Regions from separate parts of the Mus musculus genome. Here all the other regions are linked to region 1. Evidence: chromatin contacts called from public ChIA-PET and HiChIP or PLAC-seq data. All regions are on one chromosome and are shown on one strand. The core of a region is the stretch at or near the end of the contact, and the rest is flanking DNA. Distances in the headings are between cores, read along the strand shown. Region 1 holds the start of Gpr180 (G protein-coupled receptor 180). Region 2 overlaps Dnajc3 (DnaJ heat shock protein family (Hsp40) member C3). Region 3 overlaps Abcc4 (ATP-binding cassette, sub-family C (CFTR/MRP), member 4). Region 4 has its middle 14 kb from the start of Gm32382. Region 5 overlaps Dzip1 (DAZ interacting protein 1).

Region 1 (3,775 bases), core at 157-2,656:
CTGATACAGTCTGAACGTGTCAGAAGGGCTTCTTCGAGTGTGTTGAAAAAGGAGAATCTAGAAAAAAAAAAAAAAAAAAAAAAAAGAGCAAAGTGAAGCAAAGGAGAGGAACCGTAGAAAATACTCCAGCGAAGGATTTGCAAATGTCATCGACACAGGGGTTTAGGGTGGGTATGGAATTGATAGGGTTAAGGATGGGTGTTGTGATCATAAAAAGAGAAAGAGCTCTAACTATATGTTCTGGTGGAGTGCGGGGGAAGGGGGAAGCCTCAGCGGGCATCCCCTTCCCTGGAGGGACCAGACACACACTGGTAAAGTATAAAATAGAGTTTATTTAGGGCGTGGTGAGGGGAGTTAAGAGAGTAGTAGAGGCAGAGAGAAGGAGAGAGTAGATAAGTGGAGGCGGGCCATGGAAAGAAGAGGGATGGGGATGGGGAGAGGGGGGCACAAGGGACAGGAGGCAAGAGAAAGGCAAGAGTGTACGTGTAAGGGCCAAGCAGCCCCTTTTATACTGGGTCAAGCCTACCTGGCTGCTGCCAGGAACTGTGGGGATGGAGTTTAGACAGAATACCAACAATGGGCATTAGTTGGGAGACGATCATTTGAAATATTTGAACCCATATTCCAAAAAGCGTAGGTTGTGTACAAAAGGGATAAAGGAATGTGGCGCTGGGAAATGATGTTTTCTATAGTATTCTGTAACTCAGAAGTCAGAGGTAGACTGTAGCTAGGTAGAATCAACACTGGAGGGAGTCCGGTTGCCATAGGTCAAAGTGATGGCAGATAGTGTCCTGGCTGCCGCTTCACACCAGCAGAAAGGCCAATAGATCTTGGACTACCCGTGAATGAAGGTGGTCACTGTCATTCTCAGCTGTCTAGCCAACTGGATAATCAGTTAATTCAACCAGTCCAGGAACCCTATTCAAGGAAGGAACAATCGGTTTGGTGCCAAGAGAAGCCAGGCTTTTCAGTTTAGACGTGTGATGTATCCTCGCAACATTAACGCGCGAATAAGCAAGCGCGAGAGAGAAAAAGCAAAGAACATGTGTCCCAACTTTGAGGCCGTTTTCCTGCCAGCTATACATTTCGGCCACGTATTTCTCAGTTCTTTCCAGGAAAGCCTCGGACGTCAATGACAGGCGCGCGCACGAGCGCGTGCGCAGTGGCGTAACGCGCAAAGGCTACCACGGTGATTGTTTCCAGTATCCGTAAACAGCATCCCTGGAGGGCTCCATTTAAAACAGGCGGGAATTAGCAGCATGGCTGGGGAGCGCCGGGACCCGCACTGCTGCACGTCCCGCCCACCACGGCCGATGATTGGTTACTGTCCCCGGCTCATGGAAGGCGATCCCGCGCCTTATTGGCCGTCAGTCTCCGGCCCCGCCCCCTAAGTCCCGCCCCGCCCTCTGCTGCCGACGTGGGCTGCAGGCCGCAGGCGGTTGCCGGGCGAGCAAACGGAGCGGGCGGCGGGCATGGGCGGCCTGCGGCTGCTGGCGGTAGCCCTCACGTGCAGCTGCTGGTGGCCGCAGGGCGGCCAGGGCAAGACCCTGCGTGGCAGCTTCAGCAGCGCCGCGGCCCGCGACGCCCAGGGCCAGAGCATCGGCCATTTCGAGTTCCACGGTAGGTCCGGGCAGGTCGAGCGAGGGGTGGAGGCTCGCGGCCTCCCTCGAGCCCGGGGTCGGTAGGCGGCGGCCGCGGCGCCTCCCTCCCGCCACGTCGTCCGGGCCTCACCTGGATCCCCGCAGCGCCGCGACCCTGAACCTTCACCACCGGGCTGCAGCCTAATTGCACCTGAAAGCCATTTCCATTTCCCCGACACTCCCGGTGCAAACCGGACCGCTCCACTGCATCTCCCCAGGGCTGTCCCCCAACTCCGCACTTGGCCTGATTGTATGCATTCGAGCCCTGTGGTTATGAGTGGATGTCAGCCCAGGAAGTTAGCTTCCCTGTTGTTTGTAAGACCGGTTGCATGAAACCTGCTTGGAGCGGATTTGGAATCTGTCATTGCCTCAACAGTTTAGTTATTACCGTGTGCCTAGAGTTCATTTGGTGAAGACGGTGTCTACGTGTTTAGAAAGTTTCGTGATTGGCACACTCTGGCATGTGTGTAAGAGCTGCATTTCATAAGTACTTCCTGGTATCCTCCAGGAAAATCAGTGGTCTTCAGTTGATGAAATTGCAATTCGTTCTACTAATTTTGCCCCGTTTATTTGTTCCCTTAGAGTGTTTTCTTGGTCCTTTGAACATTACTGCATTTCAAGGGAGTCGTTTGCTTACTGAAGCTGAGATCTTCAGCTTCTATGACGGAGTTGCTTTAGAGATGCAGCTGTATCTACTGAAGAGAGGGTCTTAGGAGAAGAACATAGAAATCAGAAGCTGCTTGGCATGGGAAGGAAAGCCAAGTCCTGGGAACTTGTAGAATTGGTGCTGTAAAAGGAGGCTTTAAAAACACAAACATTGAAGGTTTTACAATTCTGAGAAAAACATGTCAGCTTTTTAAAATGTGAATAAACCCGGGCGAATGAAGAAGAGATCCCCCCCCCCTCAAGCAAACAGCTTTGTTGTATTTTTTTGTCCTATTTTTGGTCTCTTCACCACCTCGTTGTAGCAGGTCCTTTGAGACCTGACAGCACAATCACTGTGATCTGGTTAGTGCTGGTAAGTCAAGGATCTGTGGGAGCTGTGATTTGTACTGTCCGTGCCCCACCGATAACTCTGATTGTAATTACCTTGTGGAGGGGAAATGGGGTAAATCTAGGTTATCAAACAGACACGCTGGATGCTGTTCAGGAAATGTTTTCAAGTATCAGCTGAATTATAAAGATGGTTCATGTTAAGTTGCCTGCGTCTCATGGCAGATTGGGGAGGGGGTAGGCCAGGTAGCTTCTCTCATATATTATGCAGATACAGTTCACTTACACCTCGTTGTTGCCAGGTTTTGGTCGATTCCAGCTAAATACAGTAAAGCTATGCTGAAACCTGTCACTTATTACAATTTAAAGTGTTAATAGTACTTTAGAGTCACTTCATACCACTTGATACAGTATACCAACTTACGTAAGAGACTTTTTCTTTAGTTACAGTGTACATTTTAACTTATGTAAAAGGTTTAACCAAAGCAGTCATTCTGGTAACAAAAGACCTTCACCAGAAGAATAGAGGGTTGTAAAATGAATCTCGTGTTCCCCTCTCTTCATCCAGCGTTTCTTCCCCCGCAGGCCCCTGTTTTCTGCTATTTCTATGCTAAAATTTTTTAAATTAATACTTTTGTTCATGTACAAATAACATTACGTGTGTCCCTTCTATGCAGGTGTCTTTGGGAGCGAGAGCGAGGCCGATCCCCTAGAGCTGGGATTTTCAGACGGTGTGAGCTACCATGTTGGTGCTGGGAAGCAAACCCTTAGTCCTTTTCAAGAGCAGCAAATGCTCTTCCTGAGTCACCTCTTCAGCCTGTAAGGTGTCCTAACTGGTTCTGGGGGCAGCCCGGCTCACTCTCTGCCATTCACCCCACATACTGTTCTAACAGTTGCTTTGTGAAAAGTCATAGTATAAAAATATGTTATGAGTATAAAATAGGTATCCCAGGCGCATGTTACCTGTGTTTATTTTCACATGAAAACATAATTAGGTACTGTTAAAAAAAAAACAGATACTTCAGCAAAAGTCTGTGTAGATTATGAACATGCATAAACACATGGATGGAGAGAACGCATGGATGGAGAGAACGGATGGATTATAGAGAGAAGCTGAAGTTCTGTGATGATCAATGTCAGTG
Region 2 (4,262 bases), core at 1,324-3,823, 840 kb after region 1:
AGGGCTGACAATGAGGACTTCGATCTGTGTTGGTAGAATACATAACGGCACTGAATAGCAATTCTCCCTAACAGCATTATCCTAAACATGTCTTGACAGCCATTCAGGATTATGAAGCTGCTCAGGAGCACAATGAAAATGACCAGCAGATTCGGGAAGGCTTAGAGAAAGCCCAGCGGTTACTGAAGCAGTCACAGAAACGAGATTATTATAAAATCTTGGGAGTAAAAAGGTGAGTTATTACAGCTTGCATGCTGTATTTAATCAACTGCTTTAAAACTAATGTAGCTCTTTTTGTCTTATCCTGGTTCTCTTTGTTTACTCATGTTATTTCAGTCTTATTATTTCTAACAAACTTTAGCATCATGAACTGTCTTCAGTATGTTACAGGCAGCCTTTTTATAAAGACCAGCAGAGCTCTAATAGAGAGGAGCTGGTGTGAAGGAAGGCTGGGGCACCAATAGTTCCTATCCTCAACTCTTGGGACAAAAGATTAACACAATGACTTACACTTTAGTTTGGTTGGAGTGGGAAGGAAAATGAAGCCCTCCCCTGGGCCTAAAGTTATAGTTGTACTGTTATTATAAGACCCACTTTCCAGGGTGGAGAGAGAACTTGGTGGTTAATAGCACTTGGTCTTGCAGAGGACCCAGGTTCAGCTCTCAGTACCTGTATGCATGATAAGGCTCACAACCATCTCTAACTCCAGTTTTGGCCTTCTCTTCTGGCTCTCTGTCATTGCATACACATGATGGTCACACATGCAAGCAATATATACATAAAATAAAAATTGTTATCTAAAAAAACAGACCCAAGTAGGCTGTCAGCTTTTGTAGTATTAAGTAAACTTAACCTAAAGTAAGGGGTTCAAAATAGAGTTTATGTATGTGTGTGTGCGCTTTATTCTGATTGACAGGGTCTCACTGTATAATCCTGACTGGCCTGAAGTCACAATGAAGATCTAAATGGCCTTAAACTCAGAGGGACTCTTGGGCCTCTCCTCTGTGTGCTTCTGGGATTAAAGCTTACACTACCATCTCTGGTGTGAAAGTCTTTTTAATGCCCAGAAAAACCTAAATCCTGGTAGTGTGGAGACTTAGAAAGAGACAGCTGTAAAGACCTGTACTGTATTCTAAGATGCTTAGTGAGTGTCTCAGGAAGCCTTGGGTTTTAGCTCAGTGATAGTGGACTTGCCTTGCATACAATTCTCAGTATTTGCCCCCACCCATCCCTATGGCCCAAAAAGGAAGGAAAAACAAAGTTGACTGTCTAGAACAGTATGCTAAGTTTTTGATCTTTGACTTACATCTTTGGAATTTCTAGAAAAAGAAGGCTGTGTACAGTCAGGTCTCCCTCCCTCCCTCTCTCCCTCCCTCTCTCCCTTCCTCCCTGTCACACACACAGAGCTTATAGTATTTGTTTGTTGTGCTGTGATGAACCTCAGGTTGATATATATGCAAGGCAAGCTCTCTACCACTGAGTTCTGAAACAGGTCTATCAGCACAGCTCTTGTGTGTGTGTGTTTTGTTTTGTTTTGTTTTTTAATGAAAAGAAATTGGACCCTTTCTCTTCTACATGAGTTTGGGAATCCTCAGGTACATGGTGTAGTAAAAAGAATATTGAATGTGGAATACTTTTTTCTTGACAATTAACTAAATAATTTCCTCCATCCTTTAGAAATGCCAAAAAACAAGAAATCATTAAAGCATACCGAAAGTTAGCACTGCAGTGGCATCCAGATAATTTCCAGAATGAAGAAGAAAAGAAAAAAGCAGAGAAAAAGTTCATTGACATAGCAGCTGCTAAAGAAGTCCTCTCAGACCCAGGTACCTTTGCTCTTGAAGTGGTGCAGTGAGTGAGCCTCTCTGCCTGTTCCCATCCCAGGCAGGGGGCCAATGATGTGTGGAGTGGCATGGGCGAGCTGGAGGGCTGTGGGTGCTGCTGAGTGCTGTGGTCTCACCAGCCTCTTTCTGCCTCAGTGTGAGAACTCTCAGAGAAATGGTGTAGTGGAAAGAATAGTGAATATGGAATATGTTTTCTTTCTTGATCAAGCTCCTCTCACTTCTTAGGTTTTTTATTTTTGCAATCATGTGAAAGAACAACACTGAACATAACACACAAATTTCTTAGACTCCTGTTAGCTTTCTTGGTACTAAATTTCTAAGTGTCTCAGGAGCTTGGTGAGGAACCCAGTACGTCAAGCTGGCTTACAAAAGATGAGAGGAGCCTAGATCATCAGCAGGGCCTGTTGTGCCTCCGTGGACGTTAGCAGCAGTCTTGCTCCAAGTCACGTGAACAGACATTCTGGTTGACAAGTATGTGAAGGAGACAGGCTAAGGATTCGTCCATACTGCTCTTCTGTGCCTTTGCTATGCATGGGGGTGGGCATTCTAATTTCAGCTAGAAAGGTTTAACAATGAGGAAATCAAGTTTTGCCTCTTGAGCAAATCTTTTCTGTGTATCCATTTATATACTACAGCATTGAAATGCCTTTTGTCCCTAGTTGTACTCTAGTAAGCACTTTGTTATTGAACACAGTAGGTGTTGGTCTGCTTTTCAGATGCAAAGGGCATTGCAAATTGTAGTGCTGTGTACTTGTAGAGCAGAGCCAGGCTCCTCCTTAGGAATTTGGAGGTGTTAAGGGCGTCCTGTCCCCTCCCACCAATCTTGAGAGTGCCTCATTGTGTTCTTCACGTGTCTACATTTCGGGAGGAAACAGCCTTATGGAATGTTGTGTTCCACCTGTTGGCCAGATAGCTCCAGGAAGCTCCTTAGTTAGTTTGTGGAGGGGACTCAGTGAGGCTCTTGCCTGATGGACTTCATCTGGGTGTAAGAGTTGTGACGAGCTGCTCGGTGCCCAGCATGACTTTGGGAGTTGTCTTTGCAATTGCTTTCTACAAGATGGGAATGAGAAGGTATGGATTTGAGTATTAAAGCCTCGTACCCATATCTTAGATTAATATGTGGGACTTAACTTGCTGTTTTCTTTTCTAGAAATGAGAAAGAAGTTTGATGATGGAGAAGATCCTCTTGATGCAGAGAGTCAACAAGGAGGTGGTGGCAACCCCTTCCACAGAAGTTGGAACTCATGGCAAGGGTTTAACCCCTTCAGCTCAGGCGGACCGTTCAGATTTAAGTTCCACTTCAATTAAACCAGCTATTTTACTGCTCCTCTTCTTTATTATTATTTTTAACATTAAAAACAAATTTTGTTTGGGATTCTAATGGAAACAAAATGGAACAAATCTTTTAGTTTGTCCATGACCAAAGAGTTGTTTTAAAGAAAAAAAGCTGAGCTTATTGTAGACTTAAGGTTGATGGGCCTGTCAAGGTGGGAAGCAAGGAGCTAACCGTATTTCTGACGAAGCAGCCTATACTAATTTGTGACTTCTGGGAGAAGTGGTCTGAGATACTTATCCTGTGGAGGTGTTCAGAAAAGCGTTAAATAGACATTGATAACCCTGGAGCAGACAGATTCTATGCAGGCTGTGTATTAACCGTGAGGAGGAGCTGTGATCTTTGGTGGATTGTGTCTCAGTATTCTTAAAGGAGTGTGGACAGCTGAGCTTCATTTTTGGAGGAACAGTTATGCTTAGACTTTGGTCAGTCCATTCACTTGCAAGTATTTCTGTACCAGTGTCCTCAGCTCTCACTGCAGGAGGGGAGACCGTCTTCCAGGAAACTTACCAGCAGGTGGTAGGCTGTATGTCCAGGTATAGACTGGAAGTATTTTTGTTGTTGTTTTATATCTATAGGAGAATACCAATTTCACTTGAATTTAATTGTTAAACTAAACAGAGTAAGTTAAAGTATATGAAAGCGGCTCTGTGGTTCTCTAGACAACACTGTTGAAAGTCAGTTTGAAATGCTTTTTAAGAAAGTGAAGTTCCAAGTTGTTTGGTCGAAATTCCCTGTCACAAAATTGGTTAGAAGTGGAAAGTTGCTCTGTCAACATGGGCAGAGCATTATGGTTGCCTCTCGCAAGCAGTGCGCTGAGGCAGCTGTCTCTGTTGTTTTCCTTGCTGGGTTTTGGACTGGCTGTTCCCTGGCTGTTTCTTCTGTGAGAAGAAAGTAGAGGCTTGCAAATCGATTCAACTCTGGCTGTGTACCTTCTATCATTCACTTAATAAGATGGCACTTCCTCCTGAGACATTCCCGTCCCTCTTACTTTAAAGCAGATACTTAAGAAATGTACTAGTCAGTATTTGTATACTGTATAATTTTTGCCTTAAAAATCTGTTGCTAAACAAGAATATTGAATA
Region 3 (4,114 bases), core at 458-2,957, 540 kb after region 1:
TAAGCTACAAGAAAACATCTGTGCAGCCCACGAGCTGTAAAGCCAGATCCCTGTTGCTGGGCTTCCAGTCTGTGGGTCTGAGATCAAGACTCAGAGAACGGCAGGTTGTACAGGTGAGAAAGCCGCACGGAGGTGTGTGGTTAGTCATAGATGGTCCAACCTGTGCCAGCAAGATGGCTCGGCAAGCAAAGACACCTGCCAGCAAGCCTGACAACCGGATTTAATCCCTTGGACTCACGTGGTGGAGGGACGCACAACTCCTCCCAGTTGTCCTCTGACCACACACACACACACACACACACACACACACACACATCATACACAGCATCACGTACCAATAATCCCATTGCTGAGGAGACAGAGGCGAAAGAAACCCTGAGGATGGCTGGACTGCTCTCCAGCTGAATTTGTTGTTTGTTCCAGGTTCAGTGAGAGACACTATCTCAAAAACTAAGGTGGATAGGGATTGAGGAAGACACCTAACGTCAACATCTGGCCTGCTCATACACTCACATGCACAGATGTGCACCCACAAACTCATACAGACACACAGAAAGTGACAAGACAGACGGCGTGGTGTTCACGGTTGATTTAACAGTGCCTATACGGTCATAATTAAGCATCCCCTAGAATACTCGTGAGATTACGGCAAGCGCATAACAACTTTAACAAATCAAGGTTCTAGCGTCCCTTTACAAATCAAAAGCAAGGAAACGTGCTTGCAACCAAGAACACACAAGTGTACGAGTCTCCGAGTGGGGAAGAGAGTGGGGTAGAGAGCAGATGAGATTGGCTGGGAGCTGATCATGGCTGAAGCTCAGAGGAGGCTGCTTGGGACTTGGTTAGACTGTTCTGTTCACTCTACTGCATACATACTTGTCATTTCCACGGCCAAAAAAGAAGACATGAAGGAGAAGGGAAGATTGGGAGAAAATCCACATTTGTATGGTCTTCACATTAGGCATGCAATAAGCCTTGGGCTTTCTATGAGGCCAGTAACCCAAGTGCTAATCCTGGTGTCATTTGTGGTAACACATCTATTACTGTATGTCACTCATCAAGAGATGGCTATATGCCTTCCATCTTTCAGTTAGCATTGTGATCTAAGATAGACGTATAGGCAAGCCACAGCCTCCACTGAGCTCAGCTAAGCACCTGAAGCCGCCTTTTCTATCTCCTGATTTCTGGACTAACCACCCAACGTCTTCTGAGCACACTTGCTGCTAGGTGAGATCTCCAGGCAAAGAAGACTTAGAAATCCATCTCATGAGCACACCTCTACCCTTCCTCTTCCTGTCCTCAGAATAAGGCACCGACCAGCTTTATCTAGACAGACAACAATGGTAGTGGGTCTGGGTTCTTTCTCCCCCCAGTCCCCGGCACTTCCGTTCCCCAGAGACCTCATGGATGGCTCTGGGTCGGCGCACTATTGAAGGAGCTGGAGAGTCCACACTTCTCCCAGGACGCAGGGAGCAGCCATTCTCTGGGTCTATGAGCCACATCCGAAGCAGGGAGTCTCGAGGCAGAGGCACCACCAAAGTTCCTCTGGGTCTGTTTCACCAGAGAATAAACAAAAAATACAGGGGGAGGAAGGACCCGACCAGAAAGGACCAGTCACCTCCGCTTCTCGAGACCTAGGCTGAGGTTAGCGTGTGTCTGTGGTTGAAGAGAAGCAAGCAAATAAATCTGGAGACAGCTGCGGGCAGATCTCATGTGCAATCTGATAGGGATTGGCTGAGCTCTCTCTAAAACAGCGTCTACCACCCTGAGTCACACACCCGGCTGTAAACAAATCACCAAAGGCCACCAAGGCCACAGCACTGAGATACTGGCCTGAAAGGTGGGGGGCACAAGAAAGCAGATGCAGTATTGGCTGTTGGCTCTTATAGCCCCCCCACCCATCCCTGCATACCACCCACCCACTCCCACTATATAAAGGTTGCTTATTCTTCCAGACCACAGCTCATTGTAAGAGATTTTTAGCCTACAAATCCTCAAAACTATTTGCATTCCTTTAGCCCTCAGCAGATGAGCAGTCTGTGTTTATTAATATTACCCTGATTACCCAAATTTATCAGTAAGGAGACAATGACTTGTAATGGCTCTCATAAATACCTTGAGAAGCTCTGCTTTGAACTGGAACCATCTGGTTTACTCAAGTTTATGTTCCTATGTATACAGCAGGCATTGGTTCTAACAGAAGCAGAGGGACATCACGGAACAAGACAGCACACGCAACTGGAAGAAGGGAGCCGAAGTTTTCAAGGCCTTCCATGATAGCTTGAAAAACGAGGCCGACCTCTATCGAGGTTTTTCCTCTCACCCGAGAACACTGCTTGTATGCCTCTACCTACCAACTGCATCCATCAACTGCATCCATGAAACATCTAAATTAGCAAATGCATGCAAGCATGTCTCAAGTATATGAAGTAACTCCTTGCAGGAAAGGTCTCAGGCCATTTGCTGAACAGCCACCACTTTGGGTATGACGCATTTGCAATAGTCTATTATTCAAAGATAAAAATCTATCTACAACTTTCCCAAGCAATGTAATCTATTCTGCTGTGGTGTCTTATGGACAACTCTCACTGGCCAGGCCCCTTGGCACACACTTTTAATCCCACCACTCAACAGGATCTCTGTAAGTTCTAGGCAACCAGAGCTACAAAAAGAAATCCTGTCTCACCCCCCCACCTCTATCGTGCCCCCCCCCCAAAAAAAACTTCCACAGGCCTGAGATGCGGAGGTACTTTCCTGCATATTCTGTGTTTAAGTGACCACAAGTTCCAGAACCAGCACGAAATCTAACCCAGTCCTCCCCGCTTTTCATGAGCTACAAACTCCATGAGGGGACTAATCATTTCTGACAGTTTTGTTTTCCAAAGCTTCTAGCATAAAAGAAACCATGTGCCTAGGCAACCTAAATTCTTGCTACTTAAAACCACAAACTCCCTCTTAATCTCTCTCTCTCTCTCTCTCTCACACACACACACACACACACACACACACATACCTTGAAACCCTACTAAGTTAATGTCTTCAAGTAACACAGGAGTGAAAAAGACATTTCGTTATAAAAGCATACAAAAGTATGTATCTATGGCAACTGATTTTTCTCCGAATCCAAAAAGCACCGTATGCAAAGCCAGGTCCAGAGTTACTTGGCATCTCCACAAAAGGAAGCCAAATCTTTAGCAAAGTCTCTAAACCGGCAGTCCATACAGTAAGTCTGGGCCTTTCCCTTTTGTGACAGCTCTGTCTGGGGTGACGTCACAGGCTTCCTGCAATGGCAGCACAGTGAACTTAGCTTGGGGGAGGGCGGGGCTCCAGATAATGTCCCTGGCCCCTGCTTCCATCCAGTTATGAGTTTAGGCCCTTGGGCAGCCTCACGGCTGTGCCATCAAAGCCCTACACAAAGGAAGGCCGTGAGCCTTTTGGTGAACTTTCTTCAAGTGCATGGGAGAGTTAGAGGTGAGCCCTGACTAGGCATCATGGGCTCCCCTCACCTTCCTCCTAGTTCCAGCTGAACCCAGAGATGCCTGCTCCACATTTCTGCCCAAGCAACTTTCTCCTCTGCCCAGGCCATCAGGCTGCCCTGCCAATCCTTATGCAGCAAGAACATTATTCCACTCATTATTTCTGTCTTCTACACATGCTGATGTTCTAGTATCTTAAATCCTTCTCCAGCTGGGGAGAGGCCGACCACAGTGGAGCTAGCCAGCTCTTGGAGACGGTGAATATCCAACAGGAACGTGCCTTGGATAGCTACAAACCCACAAGGCGCAGAACCAGACTACTGCCCTGATTCAACACGGCCTGCCCACCCCAAAGCAGCATCCCTCTGTGAATCGTCCCAGAGCCAGATGCTAGGCAAACGGGGCTCTCCCCATAGCTTACAAGAATACAGCTCACCAATCCTAACCTGCTCCACCTCCCTTTCTGTCCTGACCCAGAAATTCTGCCACAGGCATAATCTACATCCCTCCCTTTCCGTCTCCTGATCACACTGGTGTCACTCAGGTGGCTCTGCACTGTGCCTCTAAGCCCGTGAGAGAGTTGACTTTACCTTCTCGTATCTCCAGGTCAGGAGAGGCTCATGTACGTGATGCTATGT
Region 4 (3,728 bases), core at 578-3,077, 700 kb after region 1:
CACCCGCAGGACGTGGCAAGCAAAGATGTCAATGCTGGCTGGAGGAAGCAAAACCTGGGCCAGTGAACTAATCAACCGCCGAAAACAAATTTCAAAGAAGATATTAGTAATAGGCAAAAATCAAACAGAGACAAGTGTGTTGGTTTCCTCTTCCCAAAAGACTGACAGTGATGTCGAAGGATGCTAACCGAGGACAGGGAGACCATCCCCATCCGTCAAGGGTGGAGCCTGTGGAAGCAGAACCAAGGGCCGATGCCACACAATGCTTCCTACAATGATCAAAGAGATGCACACCATTTCCTATAAAATTATAATTAAAAAGTAAGTCCATAAAATATTGAGGCAGGGCTAGGGTTGTAGGACGGTCAGGCTCTACTTGCCTAGCGAGCACAAAGCCCTGGCCAGCTCAGCCTGATGTAAACTAGCCATGGTGTCACAGGCCTGCAGTCCCAGCACTGAAGAGATGGAGCAAAGGGAGCAGGAGTTTCAGGTCATCCTTGGCTCAGTAGGAGTTGGAGGTAAGATGAGACACCCTCCCCCCATCTTGGAAAAATCAAAAGAAAAACTTACAGGAGTTCCCCAGAACTCTTCTTGCTTTTGCTGACTGACTTCCCTGGCCAGTAAGTTAGCAGGGCTTTCTTTCCCTTTATGAATAGTTTCCACCAGATCTCATGGAATATTTCTCAGAGGAAGTGGGACTTCCAACTAACTGAAATGACTAAAGAGAATTCCTTCAAAAGAATGTGCCATGTAACTTAGAAAACAGGGTTTGGAAGGAATTAAGACCCACTGGCCTTATTAACATGCAGTTTCGTATGCGCGGTCAAGGGCATCGGGGACTCCACTCCTTTGAGGCTCTTAGCATCCTCACGAGTCTGCCTCTAGGCTGGAATAACTTAGTCACCTGACTTTCCTGTAACCTTTATTATTTTTGGCTTCAGGAGGTGCATTCATGCACACATGGGTCCTTTCCTATTTCCCAAAAGCCCTTTGTAGGACACTAATTTCTGACCCAACTTCTCTGTGACGCCACACTAATTCTTTTTGAAGAAAGCACAGGGCATCTCTAGAGTTTATAGGCAAATAATCCATTCTAATTACAGCACAATTCTACAATAGTTTCAAGTGACTTTGAGTTTAATATTGCTCCTTGACTTGGTAGTTCTTAGCTCTCCTTCAGAACTAGCTTATGCATAGAAGTGATTTGGGCAGGGAAATGGCTCAGTATGTAAAGACATGTGCCGCCAGCACTGTGTCATAGAGTCCGACCTGAGGACCCCACAAGGTGGAAGGAGAAAAGCGATCCCTGCATATTGTTCTCTGAACTACATACTGTAGTGGTGTGTAGTTGGCTGTGGTGTGTGTGCACACACAAATATGCAAATAAATATATTTTTTAAAAGATCTGCTTGTTCGGTATTGCTTTTAATAATGATGGCAGGAGTGGGACTTAGTGGCTCATGCATTCAAGGGGTGGAGGCAGGAGGATCACAAGTTTGAGGCCAGGCTGGAAAACAAAAGGGGTACTTGTCTCAGAAAAATAGTTTAAAGAGAAAAAAAAAAAAGGTAGTGAAGAAAATCTTATTAATTATCCTCGCCTCAAACCTGGAATTAAACATCATTAACTTGAAAGGACTTAACAGTGAATAAATCCTGCTTAGTAGACCATGCAGCTATCTGCATAGAACAATGTTTAGTCCTCACCCACACCAACAGATTCATAATGCCAGGCACCTGTAGTTGTTTCTTCTCAGTTTGTAGGATGGGGGTGGGGGGAGGATGGGTGGGTGCTACCGGAAGTTGTCACGGAACAAGGCTTAAATGGTTCCAATCCCCTTTACAGAACCCACTTCCTGTGCTCTGAATGCCCTCTGACATTTCCAGAGCTGCTGTTTATTTGGGGACTTGTGAGATGTGAAAGGTCTTTGTTTAAGCCACAATATTTATGAATGGCATGAGACAAAGACTCGGGGCACGTTTTAGGCAGTCATGCGATCTCTACGGGAAGGAAACAGGGTGTTGAATTACCAGAGAGTCAAACAGCAAATCCACCTGAAAGGGAGGGCTCGGTGGGGCAGCCACCTAGGTGGCCTCAGCCACTTCTTCCCTCCCATCTATCAGCCTGAGTCCCTGGGCCAAGGAAGACTTTTGCTCTAGGACTTCATTCTAGCAAAGAGGACTCAGAAATTGCATAAAGGAGAATGAGCGTTTACAAAGAAGGTGACACCTGCTACTCACGCATTAAAAAAAAAACCCTTGGGTATATCAACTGTCTCTTGCATATGTTTTTAGTATTATTTTATCCACTGAAATATTTCCTTGACATACACTGAACTTTACAATGGCCTATTATAGTAGAAAGGGTCACAGGATTGTTCTTCTGTCTTCTCAAATGAAATATAAAGGAAGCTACTTACCTAAGTTCACACGCTAAGTTCTTGGAAAAGGTCTTTGCCTACTCAACTGTATCAGGCGTCAATAAGAGGAAACGGGCCATCTTTGAAAATATAGAGAATTTAAGTACACTAGCAGTGATGTAGCTATTTTGCATTTTAGTCCCCCACCCACCCTTTTCAAAATAGGATTACAGTGTGGTTAACTAGCAATATGGGAGCTGAATCCCTAAAATAGAAATCTTTCATATTTTAAAGATACAGACACTCCATGTTTCTGGGAGACAGCGAGACAGTTGCTCTCTCTCTGACTGGTGCCTGTGGTGTAGGATGTGGGCTCTTAGCATTTCGCTCCAGCTGCTTTTAGACTTGTTGCTTGTTGTCAGGACTCCTCACCATGACAGACTCATCTCTCAGAACCTGTAAGCCCAAGTAAACTCTTTGTCTATAAGTAGCCTTAGTCGTGGTATTTTATTATAGTATCAGAAAAGTAACACACACAAAGGAAAAGGACATAGTGGTGTGTGTGTGTGTGTGTGTGTGTGTGTGTGTGTGTGTGTGTGTGTGAAAGAGAGACAGAATGACAAAGAGACAGAAAGACAGAGAGACAGACAGACACACACAGAGAGAGAGAAAGAGAGAGAGAAAGAGAGAGAGAGCAATAACTGATTTCTTTGGATACACACTCTCCTGTGCATGATACAGAATTGCTTCTTAGTGAGGCTTGGCAACAAATCTTTAATTTGCTGCTTTCACTGAAGGATACATTAAGCTGGTGTTTTTCTTCTAGCAGCACAAAAAGGTAGGAAAAAAATCCCTAGGTCATATGAATTAAGAAACGGTCATGGCTGGCCATGGTGGCACACGCCTTTAATCCCAGCACTCAGGAGGCAGGGGCAAGAGGGTCTAAGTGAGTTTGAGGCCAGCCTGGTCTACATAGTAAGTTCTTGGACACCCAATATAACACAGAGAAACTGTGTCTCAACAAAACAAAACAAAACAAAACAAAACAAAACAAAACAAAACAAAACGAAGAAAGAAAGTATCACTAGTCAGTCACTGTGTATGCATGACTTGCCTGTAGGAGATAAGACATTTCAGCCGTATACTCACTGAAGAGACCACACTCTCATTGAATAGCCACAAAAACAAACAAACAAGCAAACAAACAGAGAAGCGAAGCACAACTCAGGCTATGAGCGAAGCGCCAGCAGCTAGCCCAGGTCTAACCTCTCCTCATCCTCTTACTGCCTCCACAGATCCCTCCCTAACTATTGACTCAGCGTAGCAGACTCTCTCCTGCACTATACTGAAGTGGCAGCCCCAGCGCCAGTC
Region 5 (3,814 bases), core at 450-2,949, 770 kb after region 1:
ACTCACACCTGTGAGTCAACACCTACTATAAATTAGGCATCTGTTGTGAGACAGGAAAAAAAAAAAAGAAACAGAACAAAAACGTTTGCTGGGAACGAACTCATTAAGAGAAAAACCAAGGCGATGTAGACCTGGCTCCATGGTTAAGAGTTCTTACTGGTCTTGTAGAGGACTTGGGTTCAAACATCCACACCATGGCTCAAAACCACTTGTAATTCTAGTTCCAAGGGATCCAGTGCCCTCCTCCTGGCCTGTATGGGCACTGCATATATGCCGTGCACATAAGCTCATGGAGGCACACACACGTAATTAGATACATGTTACATGTTGTGGCCGCGGTCACCACGCGTGCTGTACCTGGCTGTCAAGCAGCTGTAGCATGTTCTGGAAGTCCTGGGGACACGGAAGATGGTCTTCTCTCAGCTCAGTAACGTCTCTTAAGGTGCCTATGTTGGACTTGATCTGGATGTTAGACTTCTGTATTTCTAACAACTGCTATGGATGAAAAGAATCACCAAGAGAAACGTCAGACATTGACTTAACGGCAACAGCGAAGAAGCCAGAAGCACAAAGCCGCGTTCAGCCATCCCTCTCCCTCCGGACACCCCTTGCCTGTCTCCTCCGCTTTGCTCTTTTTCTACCAGTCTCTGATCTTTGATATCTCCACCAGAATGTGGAAAAAATGGGAAGGAGACTCATGTTTTTTTAAAATGGTTTGTTACTGGGAGCCAGGGTATGCCCATGTCCATGTCAGAGGACAACCGTAGTCCAGTCTCACTTTCTGCCTTTCTGCGCATTTCAGGGACTGAGAGCGGACTGAAGCCGGCTTGCACACAGCTGCTTTACTCGCTGGCCATCTCTCTGCCCCCTCACCCACTCCCCAAGCCAACCTCTGACCTCTGACGATGGGTCTTTAAATTCTTGACAGAAACATCTGTGAGAGGAACTGGGTATATCTCCTCTTTCTGTTTATTTTTTTTAAGGCAGATCTTGCTGCCTTGGCCCAACTGGACTTGAACTCTGGCTGACCCCGCCTCAGCCTCCCAGTGCTGGATTGCAGGGGTGTATCACCACGCCTGTGACACTTCTGAGAAGTTACGATATTGCAATAGAAGACGAACACTGCCCAGAGGCCATACCAGTAAATCCACCAGGGATATAAATGTTTTAATTTCCCTAAAGTTAATTATGGAAAAAAAAATCTCAGACAACAACAGGCGATAAAGTTAACATCACGGACATTATACCACTACTTCGTTGTCCGTTCACTGCAACCGCTGAAAGTGCAAAGAAACTTCTCCGTACAGAAGTTCCTTCCTACCAATACTACAGCTCCGGGTGGCAAGGCCAAAGTGAAAGCCTTAGACCACGGAGACCATGTGTGACCTTGGTACAATTCGACGAAGCGACACACTGTCTCCGAGATCCACTCCACAGAAACGCTGACTAATCACGTTACCCTGTCACTAGTCAGATGAACCCCAGCAACGGGACTTGCCATACAAACAACCCGCACTTCAGATCTTTAGCTTCCACAACAACAAGGCTGACAAACTATCCCCGGCCACAGAAAAGCCTAAGGAGTCGGAATGACCCACTGTAACATGGCGTCTTGGACGAGATCCTGAGCAGGAAAGGAAAATAAATAAAAGGATTCTGGTGTTGTGTTTAGTTTTGCTTCTGAAACTCGTCCGCCCCTAGAGGGAGCCCAAGGATCGACCTCATTTCCCTCCTTTTCTCCTCAGGAACTGGATCAGCACAGAGGATGTGGAGGTGTCTGTGGACCACAGCTGTTCCCACACGGCACAGGGCCCCCTTGCCGGTTCCTGCTTACTTTAGAGACCCGATCCTCCTCAAAGGTCAGGTGTGGACCGAGGAGAGGGCTAGCAAATACTCTTCCTCTTCTGCTGCCTTGGTGATCTGTATCAGCCTTTCCACCCACTACTTGGAACATTCTAGAATTCGTTCAAGGGTTTGTGGTTTAAGGCTATTTAAACCTAACCAGGTGAGGAAGTTTCCTCTTGGGTGGAACAGATACACCCACAGGGGTTCTGTTCTAGGGTCTGGGGACAGACCACCCACTCACAACAAAACAGTCTCGCTCACCTGCTCTACCTCCTCAGCGCCTCTTGCGACCTGGGATGCCCGGGGAGGAGGGGTGGTGTATACTTGGCATGTAAACGACCTGACCCCTGGCTATGATGCCATGCTAACACCCATCTTAAAGCAAGCGATCCTATGAAGACGTCTAGGTTGCATACTTACATATTCTAATGCTGAGTTCTTAGAAGTTAACTCTTTAAATTCCCTCATAAACATCCCCTTGACCTTCTCCATCTCCTCGAGTAACTTCTCCTTCTCCTCCTCTTTCCATCTGTCAAACAGCTTCAGAAAGTCTTCCTCTTTTGATTTCTGCATTTCATAGTCCTGAAATTATTTTAGCATTATGTCACTAGGGGCTCTGGATATAACACATGTGCAAATTTTTTAAACAAATCATAGCTTCACCCCAAATCTGTTAGTATTTCTTCTGTGAATTAGACCTGTAGTAACACTCTCCAAAGCCACTGGCCTATACACAGTGATTCTTCCCTACCAAAGCACAGATGGGGAGCAGGCAGATGGCTCAGTGGGTAAAGAACACACCCACGCCCACATACATGTGCTCAATAAATAAATGCAAGTAAACAGAAACAAACAAACCACATTTGGAGCCTGGCGCTCCGGCTTGGTGGTTAACAGTGCTTGCTGCAGAAGCGTGAGGATCTGAGGTCAAATCCCCAACACCAATGTATACACCCAGCATGGCCCCATACGAGCTTACAACCCTGTGCTGTGCGAGTCACAAACAGGAGCACTGCTGAGGCCTGAGGGCATTCAGCCTTAACCAGGTTCAGTGAGAGATATTGTCTCAAAGGAATAAGGACTCCAGCCCATACGAGTATGCATACATACATGCAACACATATCATGCTCAATACACACATATATCATACACAGACGATACACACACACTCTCTCTCATACACACATGCTGACACACACTGACACACACAATGACACAGACACGTTGACACACACTGACATAGACACACACTGACACACACTGACATAGACACACACTGACACAGACACATTGACACACACTGACACACACACACTGACATAGACACACACTGACACACACACTGACACAGACACATTGACACACACTGACACACACACACTGACACACACACACACACACACACACTGACACATACACACTGACACACACACACACACACCATGAAGCCAGCATGCCTCTTTCCCTGCATTAAAGTACTTGTCATTGCACCATCTCCAGGACAGAGCCCTGTGTCCCACCTTAGAGAAGCGAACTGCATGAGAGTGCTGTGCAGACTCCAGCTGAGACCTAGTGAGCTGCAGCTGTTCCTTCAACATGTCAATCTCCTTCTGGAGCCTGTCGGTCTGGGCCTTTGTATTATACTCTGTGCAAGAGAAGATCTAGTTAGAAAACGATTTCTTATGAATTCACCTGAACACTCACGGGGCACAGTTCTAAGGATAAGACAAAGGAAAATGCTCTCTCTCCCTTGGGACTGCCACGAGCCCAGTCCTGCTCTTTACTGTTTGTCTGGAGCCCTTTCTGTGACCAGACACTTCATTAGTTTCAGTGGCTTCTTTCCGCCACTCACTGTACTAAGGCTGATTATTCAACAGGGTCACCGTGAGATCTTTGTTCAGGGAGTGAGCCCGGTGGTTCTGACCCACGAGTGCTCAGGACTTTTTCAGAGATGTTCGTCTCACTCAAA

What was found. ChIA-PET counts read pairs in DNA pulled down with a chosen protein or histone mark. HiChIP or PLAC-seq counts read pairs in DNA pulled down with a chosen protein or histone mark.
Region 2: a contact with region 1 is called in an H3K27ac HiChIP or PLAC-seq map of embryonic stem cells, with 4 times the contacts expected there. The contact joins the enhancer-like site here to the promoter of Gpr180 in region 1. A contact is called at or near these places in 3 of 39 promoter capture datasets (the 3T3-L1 cell line, the HPC-7 cell line and pre-B cells), 5 of 115 datasets of contacts at active chromatin or transcription factors (embryonic stem cells and thymic regulatory T cells) and 2 of 9 other capture datasets (adipose tissue and liver).
Region 3: a contact with region 1 is called in an RNA polymerase II ChIA-PET map of memory CD8 T cells, with 6 read pairs. The contact joins the enhancer-like site here to the promoter of Gpr180 in region 1. A contact is called at or near these places in 2 of 39 promoter capture datasets (embryonic stem cells and pre-B cells), 6 of 115 datasets of contacts at active chromatin or transcription factors (the 230-238 cell line, astrocytes, bone marrow-derived macrophages and 2 more) and 1 of 9 other capture datasets (embryonic stem cells).
Region 4: an H3K27ac HiChIP or PLAC-seq map of thymic regulatory T cells shows a contact between it and region 1, with 9 times the contacts expected there. The contact joins the enhancer-like site here to the promoter of Gpr180 in region 1. A contact is called at or near these places in 6 of 39 promoter capture datasets (the 3T3-L1 cell line, cranial neural crest, embryonic stem cells and 2 more), 8 of 115 datasets of contacts at active chromatin or transcription factors (astrocytes, bone marrow-derived macrophages, embryonic hindbrain and 5 more) and 1 of 9 other capture datasets (adipose tissue).
Region 5: an H3K27ac HiChIP or PLAC-seq map of embryonic stem cells shows a contact between it and region 1, with 2.5 times the contacts expected there. The contact joins the enhancer-like site here to the promoter of Gpr180 in region 1. A contact is called at or near these places in 6 of 39 promoter capture datasets (the C10 cell line, embryonic stem cells, hippocampal neurons and 3 more), 4 of 484 Hi-C or Micro-C datasets (CD4 T cells, the G1E-ER4 cell line, embryonic stem cells and 1 more) and 4 of 115 datasets of contacts at active chromatin or transcription factors (astrocytes, embryonic stem cells and memory CD8 T cells).

The regions. Positions count from the first base shown.
Region 1 is chr14:118,135,721-118,139,495 of GRCm38.p6, forward strand. It overlaps Gpr180 (G protein-coupled receptor 180), which reads left to right and starts at 1,407. Exons shown (of 9, transcript NM_021434.5): 1 at 1,407-1,620. The coding sequence starts at 1,473.
Region 2 is chr14:118,975,033-118,979,294 of GRCm38.p6, forward strand. It overlaps Dnajc3 (DnaJ heat shock protein family (Hsp40) member C3), which reads left to right. Exons shown (of 12, transcript NM_008929.3): 10 at 100-232; 11 at 1,678-1,826; 12 at 2,995-4,262. The coding sequence ends at 3,152. Among named protein-coding and RNA genes, the nearest start is that of Dnajc3, 39 kb to the left of the region's middle. Within about 2 kb of position 2,574, at least 7 of the 459 cell types and tissues checked have an H3K27ac peak or open chromatin away from gene starts, as enhancers often do. A contact at or near this core is called in embryonic stem cells, where this site is marked.
Region 3 is chr14:118,679,569-118,683,682 of GRCm38.p6, forward strand. The region is part of intron 1 of Abcc4 (ATP-binding cassette, sub-family C (CFTR/MRP), member 4); the gene reads right to left. Among named protein-coding and RNA genes, the nearest start is that of Gm41247, 16 kb to the right of the region's middle. Within about 2 kb of position 1,708, at least 46 of the 459 cell types and tissues checked have an H3K27ac peak or open chromatin away from gene starts, as enhancers often do. A contact at or near this core is called in memory CD8 T cells and pancreatic cancer cells, where this site is marked.
Region 4 is chr14:118,832,579-118,836,306 of GRCm38.p6, forward strand. It overlaps a transcript of Cldn10 not described here. Among named protein-coding and RNA genes, the nearest start is that of Gm32382, 14 kb to the left of the region's middle. Within about 2 kb of position 1,828, at least 51 of the 459 cell types and tissues checked have an H3K27ac peak or open chromatin away from gene starts, as enhancers often do. A contact at or near this core is called in thymic regulatory T cells, where this site is marked.
Region 5 is chr14:118,909,077-118,912,890 of GRCm38.p6, forward strand. Dzip1 (DAZ interacting protein 1) reads right to left here. Exons shown (of 22, transcript NM_025943.3): 6 at 3,366-3,490; 7 at 2,266-2,427; 8 at 358-495. Among named protein-coding and RNA genes, the nearest start is that of Dzip1, 14 kb to the right of the region's middle. Within about 2 kb of position 1,700, at least 82 of the 459 cell types and tissues checked have an H3K27ac peak or open chromatin away from gene starts, as enhancers often do. A contact at or near this core is called in the G1E-ER4 cell line, embryonic stem cells, liver and 2 more, where this site is marked.